Regions from separate parts of the Rattus norvegicus genome. Here region 1 is linked to region 2. A link is a contact called in public Hi-C data. All regions are on one chromosome and are shown on one strand. Each heading gives the region's core, a stretch centred on a gene start, on an enhancer-like site or on the middle of the called end of the contact. The rest is flanking DNA. Distances are from core to core; before and after follow the strand shown.

Region 1 (4,863 bases), core at 1,368-3,867, 46 kb before region 2:
CTCTGGCTCTCACAGGGGGCTTGGTAGCTGTGATGAGCTCAAGTGAGGATGGGACCCTGATTCTGCGAGGATGAGCTTTGTGTGCCAGTGTTCCTCAGCTTCATCCCATGAGATCCCTCAAGCCACACACTTCTCTTCACCCAACAGAGGCTCCGTGGCTCTCTGTGTGCCCTACGGGGGGTAGGGTGGGGTGTGTGTGTGTGTGTGTTACCTTCATTGGGTTATGGTTATCTGTGGTTGTGCTCCCAAACATGCTGGTCCCACCAGTCCCAAAACCAGAGGTTGTTCCAAACAGACTCATGTTGGCTGGAAAACACAAAGTGGGAAACGTTAAGAACAGGCCCTCCGTAGGTGGTACAAAGTACATAGCAGAAACTAGTACTGTGATGCTAAGCCACTTGCTCTTCAGAAGAGAATTTAAGTATGTCACGAGCAGAATCCCTAATAGAAGGAGCTTTTCTGCCCAGCATAGTATAATCTGAACACTTGGGCAAAGGCAGGTAGATCTCTGAGTATGAGAACAGCCTAGTCTGCATACTAAGTTCCAGGCCAGGCAGGGATACACAGAGCTTGTCTGTCTGTCTGCCCCTCTTCCCCCCAAATACACACAATTACTTGTACAGCATTTTTAGCCTCTGGAAGCTATGAAGGCAGACTCTCCTACATCTACTTTCCTCTACTCTATGGAAGGATGCCCTTGCCAGCATTATGGCACCAACGCAGATCTACTACAGCATTTCACTCAGCAGTTGGGAAAGAGGTACCACTCTCCAGGGTCAGAACTGCACACTAGGCACCTGGCAGTAGGCGGGAGGGCCTCCTGTGCCCAGGGCCCACTCTTGGTGGCTCCCTTTCTACGCTATTTTAGGTGGATGTCTGCATGAAGCTACCTAGAAAGAACGACCAGTCCCGACAGGTGTTCCACAATTTCTCAAGGCTTTAGGAAAAGCAGCCCATGCCGGGCAGTGGTGGCCCATGCCTTTAATCCCAGCATTTGTGAGGCAGAGGCAGGAGGACCTCTGAGAGTTTGAGGCCAGCCTGGTCTACAGAGTGAGTTTCAGGACAGCCAGGGCTACACAGAGAAAGCTTGTCTCAAGCAATCCACGTTGGTCCACTGAGTACTGAAGGCCTGGTGTGACAGTGTAGACTTGGAGCCATCGAGAGTCGGCACTGTGCTTTCTTGAGCGTGGCAGTCTGCCAGCCCACCTGCCACTCACTTGCCATGCTTCAGCTTCCAGCTGTGGTGAAAACGCAGCACGCACTCTCCAGGCCTGCTCTGGGGCTGGCCGGTCGGCTCAGACAGCGAAGACCCCCGGTGCACAAGCCTGGAGACATGAGTGTGATCCCCAGAGAACTCAAAGCTGTCCTCTGAAAACCACACGTGGACAGTGTCATGCGTGGCCACACACACAACGACATACACAGACAGTTTAGGGTTAGTCAGGTGAGATGGCACAGGTGACCTCTGTAACTTGGGAGGCAGGGTCGGGAGGAGCAGGCCATCCCTGATTGTACACAAGTCTGAGGACAGCCTGGTCTACCAAAGAGAAAAATGTGCACGGTCTAGCACTGAACGTAATAAACTGTGTTGTTGCCAAGGAAACTGCCTGTGCACTGTAACTCCAGACACACGTGCTTCTGCCACACTTCGAGCTGTTACTAAAAAGCAGATTCTTAAAACCCAGAATTCCACCAAATCCGCCACCTCTCCTAGGTGAGGCTAACACCTCAGCCATCCACTGCCTAATGAGGGCCGCCTCCTCACAGAAAGAGGAAAGTGTGAGGAACTTTGGGAACGCATTTGACATCTGCTGACTTCAAAACAGATGTAGGGAGCACATTCACATCTCCGAAAACGACTTGGGAGCCGCTCACTCTCAGCGTTGATGACTACAAGCCTGTCTGTACAGGTAGGGAGATGTGCAGACAGGCAGGTTTCCTGCTTGGATGAGCCAGGAAGGACAGGGCTTCTGCACAGCCGTGTACCCTGGGAATGTGAATTCATCTTGATTTTCCCACCTTTAAACCAGAAACATTAATTCTTCCCCCCTGGGGTTATGAAACAAAAGGACCCCCAGTGTGTGCTTGAGGTAGCAAGCTACTGTATAATTTGTTTTAGTTTTAGATCATCGTACGGGTATGAGCATGGGAGTGTGGTATCCACCGAGGCCAGAAGGGGGCATCGGATCTGCTGCAGCTGCAGTGAACAGGCGGCTGTGGGCTGCCCCACCTCTGGAAGGCCAGTGAAGCCATCTCTCCACCTCAAGTACCTCTGAGGGATGCTTTCTCAAACAAGGACTCATGCAGCCCAGGCTGGCTGGGCACTCACTGTTAGCTCAGACTGGTTTTGAACTCCCAACCCTCCACCGCCCGAGTGCTTGTCCACGCCCGCCGGCTCGGCCGCGCCCCTCCCGTCTGCGCAGGCCACGGGCACTGCCGCCACCTGCCACGTCTCCCCCACCGTCTCCCCATCTTCGTGGCTTGAGCAGGGTGCGCACGCGGAAAGTCCCGGCCTACCTGGCGGAGCGCACAGGGTCCGGCTGCAGAGAGGGACTCAGTTTTCCCCACGCGGGCCGGGGGCTTTCCTGAGGGAGCGCGGCTGGCGGGGACGGGGGCGCGCGGCCGCCTGAGGGTTGCGCACGCGGCGGGGCCCGAAGCCACGAGCCTGCTCTGGCGCGGGGCGGAGGGGGCGCAGCAAGGAGACCCCAGACCTCGCAGTCGTCTTAAACCGGTGGAAACTGCCCAGTTACCACAGAAGCACAGCGCATGCGCTACAAGCCACTTCCGGGACTGCCCGGAAAGCGTCAGGGGACGACGTTCCGCCTGTCTCAAGGCGGCCGCACATGCGCAGAAGCCCTGCTGAGGTCGAGAGGAAGTCTTTATGCCAGCAGTTTGTGGGTTGGTGGAAAGTCGAGGGCACGGTTGCCAGGCAACTAGTTGAGCGAGGGCGTTGTTTTCACTTGTGTATCATCATATTTATTGTTGTGAGTTGAAGAGATGGCTCAGTGGCTAAGAGCAGAGGCTTGGAGAAGACCCAGGTTCTATTCCTAGCATCCATTGGACGACTCGCAGCTCCAAGAGAACTAACGCCAGTTCCTGGAGAACTGACGCCCTCTTCTGGTTTCTATGGGCATTGCACGCAGTGGTGCTTAAACGTGTTCAGGCAACATAGTCATATACATAAAATAAAAATGGGGGTTGGGGATTTGGCTCAGCGGTAGAGCGCTTGCCTAGCAAACTCAAGGCCCTGGGTTCGGTCCCCAGTTCCGAAAAAAAGAATAGAAAAAAAAATGGATTCACCAGCTCAAGTCCAGCGCTGTCCTCTAAGAGGCTGCCTACCTGGAACATCCTGAGCGGAACGATAAAGAAAACGGTGCTTACTCCCTGGGATGTGTAAGATTTATTTCCGTTCATGGATGTTTTCCCTGCCTGTATGTATATGCATGCACCACATGCATGCGGAGGCCGGAAAACGGTATAGGATCCCCTGGAACTGGAGTTATAGATAGTCAAAACCATCATGCAGGTACTGGGAACCGAACCAAGGCCCTCTTCAAGAACGACAAGTACTCTTTTTTTTTTTTTTGGTTCTTTTTTTCGGAGTTGGGGATCGAACCCAGGGCCTTGCGCTTCCTAGGCAAGCGCTCTACCACTGAGCTAAATCCCCAACCCCGACAAGTACTCTTAATTACTGAACCCCATGTACTGGTCAGTATTAAGCTGGCCTGAAACACACACACACACACACACACACACACACACAAAAGACTTGCTTTATGATACCTTCCATATAGAGTGTTTAAGGTGTCAGACGAGATGACGACACAATTAGCTAGATTCCAGAATGGGGATTCCAATGAACCAATCAGGGAACGCAATTTTAGAGAGACAAAGGCCGAATGCTATTAAGGAAGAACAAAATGTGATTGGTTACTACGAAATTAGTTTCCTCATTGGGCAACCACAGGCCTTCCAATCCTTGCACTCAGTAGGTAGAGGCAGAGGCGGTGGGTCTCTGTGTTCTAGTTCAGTCAGAGCTACACAGTAAGGCTCTGACTCCAAAACAAGCAGTTTTTTAAAATTTAAGGGAGGAACAGGGTTACAGAACAATGGAATGAAAACTGACCACTGGTTTCTTGTTTTAAGGGACCTCACTACAACAGTGGAAACTGGCCTGTCTAGGACATTTGGTGATCATCTATTTACTCTCCTCCCCACCTCCATCCCAAGGAAAGCCAAATAACAAGTTTCGGTTTGGTTACATAGAGTTTGGTTTGCAGCCGTGCCTGTTCCTGTTGGGGTCCAGTGTGGGAGAGTTGGGTCCACAGTAGTGGGCTCCTTTAGTCTGGTTTCACAGGGAATTGTTACTGTGACTTTCCCAGCACTACCCCATGACCAGTCCAGGCATATTCCTCTGTCTCCCCAGCCTTTGTGATGCCTGTTTAAGAATTCATTCACAGGGGGCTGGGGATTTGGCTCAGTGGTAGAGCGCTTGCCTAGGAAGTGCAAGGCCCTGGGTTCGGTCCCCAGCTCCGAAAAAAAAGAACCAAAAAAAAAAAAAAAAAAAAAGAATTCATTCACAGGAGCTGTAGAGATGGCTCAGCGGTTAAGAGCACTGACTGCTCTCCAGAGGTCCTGAGTTCAATTCCCAGCAACCACATGGTGGCTCACAACCATCTGTAAAGAGATCCGATGCCCTCTGAAGACAACTACAGTGTATTTATATATAATAAATGAATACATCTTTTTTTAAAAAAGAATTCATTCACGAGCAAGCACAGCACGCTGTCAGTGAGGGCAGCTGACAGTGGCCCACGGCTTTACCCTAACTTCACAACCCTCAAGCAACAAAACAGCGCGGCT
Region 2 (4,990 bases), core at 552-3,051:
TGAAGCTCTGACCTTTAAGAGATGTTTGACTCCAGCTGGGCATAGTGGCACATGCCTTTGAACCCAGCACTTGGGAGGCAGAGTTAGGTGGACCTCTGAGTTCGAGATCAGCCTGGTCTGCCAAGTAAGTTCCAGGACAGCCAGGGCTACACAGAGACCCTGTCTCACGAAAATAAAACAAAGGGGGGGGGGTTTGCTGTGTCACTCAGTGTTGACCACAAGGAGAGAGAAAGGTGACTGAACAAAAAACCCTTTCCAGGGAGAGGGAAAGTATGAAAAATATGAGAAGCATTTGGTGGAAACTTCATTTGCCCCAGAGTCACTCTGAGCAGCTCAAACGAACATGGCATGCGTGACCATGGGGGGCAGGAAGGACACATTAATTCAGGTTTAATTAAACTGTACCCCTCGTGGTCACTGGAAAGGAATCCCGTCCTTATTTAATTAAAAGTGAAGGGAAGAAAGGAGAAGGAAGATAAAGGAAGGGAGGAAGGAAACACATAGGGAGAAACTGGAAGGCAGTGAGAAGCTAGAAGGAGTGAGAAGCTGGAAGGGAGTGAGAAGCTGGAAGGAAGGGAGAACTGGAAGGGAGGGAGAAGGGAAGGAGGAATGGGGGAGAGAATTTAGCCTACCGAGGACCAGTCTTGTGCTGTATTGGGACATATTACTCCTGAAGTCACCAGTGGCCTGCTGGGTTGGGAAGTGTCCCTCCCTGGCAAAACTCTAGAACAGTGTCCCTTACCACTCCTGTGTGCCAGTGTCTCCTCTGTGCCCTGGCATGATGGGCTATGTTTATCTAAAGTATCCCAATGATTCCAGGAAAGCTCAGAGCAGCAGCTGGCTGAGGGGCGGCAGCTGGCCTTAGCACGTCACTGGCTTGGCCTTCGGACTCATCTGGGGCACTTGACTTACTCATCCGAAAGACAAGTAAGTCACACTTGTACCCCACACCTGTGCAGACTGAGCCCTACCCAGCCATGCCTGCAGTCAGAGGAGGATTGAATGACAGCCATACTGGAGGTTCCCCACGGACTGGTCAGGATGAGCTGCTTGTGGGCACATCACAAACATGGCCCTGGAGACCTAGTGCCTGGCTCAGCTGGCCCACATTGGGGACACTGCAGAATCCTAGAGATGCTTAAGACATAAGGGGACAGTTCCTGGGCCAGGGAGCAGGGGCTCTGTGGCCCAAGCTTTCCTCTTAGGATGTTTGACTAGGGGCACGCAGGATTTCATTATGGGAGTGCCTGGACCCCTGAGTGTTGGTGAACACATCAGTTCTCAGTTATTAAGTCAGAATTTGCATTCGTCTGTCTGTTTCTTCTCTTCTGGATTCTACTTGAGTCCAGTAAATGCGGTAGTCTCCAGATGAAAAGCAAGGGTCTGAACTGTGGCTCCTGAATGTCGGCTTAGGTGCTGCCCTGACCCCTGAGTAGAATCACTACCGAGCTCCTGGAAAGCCCTGTCCCCTCCTGGAAGACATCTCCTGTCACGGAGCAGTGCACGTGCAGATGCTAGTGCCCGTGTGCCCTGTGCAGTGAGAGCGCTCCTGACACTTTACACTTGATCTTAGCCAAAAGGCCAAGAAGCGATGCTCCTGACACTTTAAAGGCACTAATTACAGAACGGTGGGTCAGTCCCGCCTGCCTGACATCCTCCCCCCTTTCCATCAGACAGCAAACAAAAGAGGCAGCCTCCCTTGTGGCCAGACCACCAAGGCGGAGCAAAGGCCCAGCCCTCCCCAGCTCCTTGGCTCTGCCCGACTGGGCACTTCCAGGATGGTTCAATGGCAGCCTTGTTGAGACTTCCACAGGGCTTGCCTGGAAGGAACCATTAAAAGCAGTTTAGTCAGAACAAAAGCCTGTCTGTTCTTATTGTCTCCCTGGCTGCAGTTTGGTCTCTGCTGCTGAAAGTGGACCCGATGGGCCCCAGATTTGGAAGCAGCCAGCGGTGGGTTCCCCATCTCCGGCTTCAATGTCTCATCCTGAGTAGAAAAATTATATCCTAAACTGGACCAGGTAGAGGCCTTGGTAGGGGGCTGATGCGAACGGCTTCAGAATCCCCTGGAGCTCTCTGAAAGTGGGATGCTTGTTGCTTTCATGCTGGCTCCCCAGTATCCTTTGAGGCACATGGGTGTGTATGAAGGCCCTGTTCAGGACCCAGGTAGGATCATGGCCTGGAGAACGCTACTCTGCCTGTCTCCCCAGTCCCCATCCTGAAAGAGCCCAGCAAGCAAGCATTTCAGAACCCCAAGGAGTGGGGCTGTACTGCCTTGTGTTATGGAGGATGTTTTATGGTTTAATTTTTTTGTTTTAGTGTGTGTGTGTGTGTGTGTGTGTGTGTGTGTGTGTGTGTGTGTGGTGTGTATGTGTGTGTGGTGTGTGTGTATGTGTGTGGAGTGTGTGTGTTTGTGCTGTGTGTATGTGTGTGGTGTGTGTGTTTGTGGCGTGTGTATGTGTGTGTGTGAGTGTGGTGTGTATGTGTGTGTATGTGTGTGTGGTGTGTGTGTTTGTGGTGTGTGTGTGTGTGGAGTGTGTGTGTGTTTGTGCTGTGTGTATGTGTGTGGTGTGTGTGTGTGTGTGTGTGTGTGTGTGTGTGTGTGTGTGTGTTGCTTATAATACCAGAAGGTGTTGGTTCCCTAGAACTGGAGTTAAGGATGTTTGTAACTGCTGGGACTAGAACCCAGGTCCTCTGCTAAAGCACTAAGTGATCTTAATCTCCGAACTATCTCTCCAGCTCCTAGTATTTTGTTTTTGTTTTTCGTTTTTAAGATTTATTTATTTTATATTTATGAGTGCCCCATCTGCACATGTACCTGCAGGCCAGAAGAGGGCATCAGACCCCATTACAGACGGTCGTGAGCCTCCATGTGGTTGCTGGGATTTGAACTCAGGACCTCTGGAAGAGCAGTCGGTGCTCCTAACCACTGAGCCATCTCTCCAACCCCAACCCTTAGTTTTTAATTTTATTGATTTCTTTCAGTATTAGCAATGATGAGGTTTGGGGACAACTTGGGTCTGGGCTCACTTTGATGAACTTAGGATCCCTTGTTTGTATTTCTAGAGTGTTTGTCTCCAAAAATGTGTGTCATTGTCACAGTATAGGACCTCTTGCAGCTCAGAGTGCTTCCATGTGAGCTGGTGGCTAGGCTAAAACCACTCCAAGCTGTCTGTGATGGACAGAGAACCCACACAGGCCGAGGAGAACTTTAGTACACACCCCTGAAAACTGGCTAGAGAGCCCAAAAGGAGCAGCTGTCCCCACCACTTGTTAGGTGAACTTTCAGCCTCCAGAGAGACAGCGACACCTAAGAGAGGGCCAGTGTGACTCCCAGTAGCAAAACTCCACAGGGCAATCTGTTCCTAGCCCTCTTTCTAGTTTGTATTTTGAGGTGGTCTTATTAAGTTGCCCAGGCTAGCCTACAACTTACCAGGAGCCCAGGCTAGCCCTAGTCCTGTGGTTCTCCTGCCTCAGCCTCCTGTGTAGCATGTATTAATGGACCTGGATTCTTCCCCTGGAGGATTCAGAAGCTCCCTCCTTGGGGCATGCTGCCTTTGAGACTATAGTGGCGACTATTCTATCATATAACATCCCCATTCACGATCATCAGTCCCCATGGGTTATCTTGAAGTGAATCTGCATATTCTACAGAGAATGGGACAATGTGGGATGGTCTGATAAAGCCACTTGGGTCATATGGCAAGTCACTGTTTCTGGCCCACAGACATAATCCAAGCAGCAGGGACTTGTCATGGGTGAGCACTTTCTGTCTATAGGGTTAGGCTGTACATGTGTTTAGTTCTGGGGACTGAGGGGTTCTCTATCACATCTTCTCCATTGGTACTATAGAAAATCAGGTAGCCATAGATAATATGTAAGCAGAGGTCATCACTATATTTCAGTAACATGTCTTCATTAAACTATAGAAGGCATCTCATTTAGTTCTCAGACTACAGCTCATGGGGCCCAGGTCTAGGGGCATCTGTTCACTCTACCTTATAAGGATGTAGGAGGATGTGCTGGTCTAAGCCTGAGATGTGTGGAGACAGCAGCTTGTGTCTCATTCTCCCCAGTTTCCTTTCTACTACATTCTCTTGCAGCTATGCTGCAGGTGGTGTCTCATTCTCCCTGCTTTCCTTTCTACTAGACTCTCTTGCAGCTATGCTGCAGGTGGTGTCTCATTCTCCCTGCTTTCCTTTCTATTAGAGTCTCTTGCAGCTATGCTGCAGGTGGTGTCTCATTCTCCCTGTTTTCTTTTCTACTAGACTCTCTTGCAGCTACGTAGTGCTAGCTGTGGACATCAGGAAAGGCTAGCAATCACTTTCCTAAAGATGAAGGACAGACTCAGCTGGCAGATGCTTTCTGCCCTTCCTTCTTCCATTAATTCTCTGGAATGAACGGAAGGGAGATGTGGTGCCTGAAACTGGAGTAACTATACTGCAGACCACAGGCTGGGACTGCTACAGGCCGAGCTTCCTGAGAAGCTTGAGAAAAGGAGGCACTTGTAATTACTGTTTGAGAACCTGCATTGATGAGTATTGTACTTCCTTCCCATAGAATTCCTGCACCCTGAGGGGGAAAACAAAACAAAACAAAACTCAAACCTTTCATGTTCTTTTCTGGTCAGTTACCATGGGGAGGTCTCTGCTGCAGCTACATGCAATCTTGATTCAAATGCTGAGCCCAGTGATGGTCAACCAAGGACCATCTGAGATGATTGCTGATGTCAGTAGACATCTTTTACTCCTTCTGCTGATAAGGTGCCCTGTTTTGGCATGGGATTCATGTCATTTCATTATTTATCGTGTGTGTGTGTGTGTGTGTGTGTGTGTGTGTGTCTACAGGATAAAAAAGCTTTGAAGTTATAGAGGCAGGCTTAGGTTTGGGTCTCATCATCCCTCCTTCCTTGTTCTTGCCCTGTTTGAGTTCCTACCTGGGTTTCCTTCAGTGATGAACGGTGAAGTGTGAGATGAGTAAACTCTTCGACCCC

What was found. A called contact is a pair of places that touch in the nucleus more often than the background predicts.
Region 1: a contact with region 2 is called in a Hi-C map of Schwann cells, with 2.0 times the contacts expected there. The contact joins the promoter of Rae1 here to the enhancer-like site in region 2. A contact is called at or near these places in 2 of 12 Hi-C or Micro-C datasets (the A7r5 cell line and Schwann cells).

What each region holds. Positions count from the first base shown.
Region 1 is chr3:182,195,356-182,200,218 of GRCr8, reverse strand. It overlaps Rae1 (ribonucleic acid export 1), which reads right to left and starts at 2,617. Exons shown (of 12, transcript NM_001033708.1): 1 at 2,518-2,617; 2 at 212-306. The coding sequence starts at 301. LOC134486500 (a long non-coding RNA gene) reads left to right here and starts at 2,920. Exons shown (of 2, transcript XR_010065538.1): 1 at 2,920-3,988; 2 at 4,147-4,267.
Region 2 is chr3:182,148,107-182,153,096 of GRCr8, reverse strand. No RefSeq gene overlaps it. Among named protein-coding and RNA genes, the nearest start is that of Bmp7, 15 kb to the right of the region's middle. Within about 2 kb of position 1,801, at least 6 of the 93 cell types and tissues checked have an H3K27ac peak or open chromatin away from gene starts, as enhancers often do. A contact at or near this core is called in Schwann cells, where this site is marked.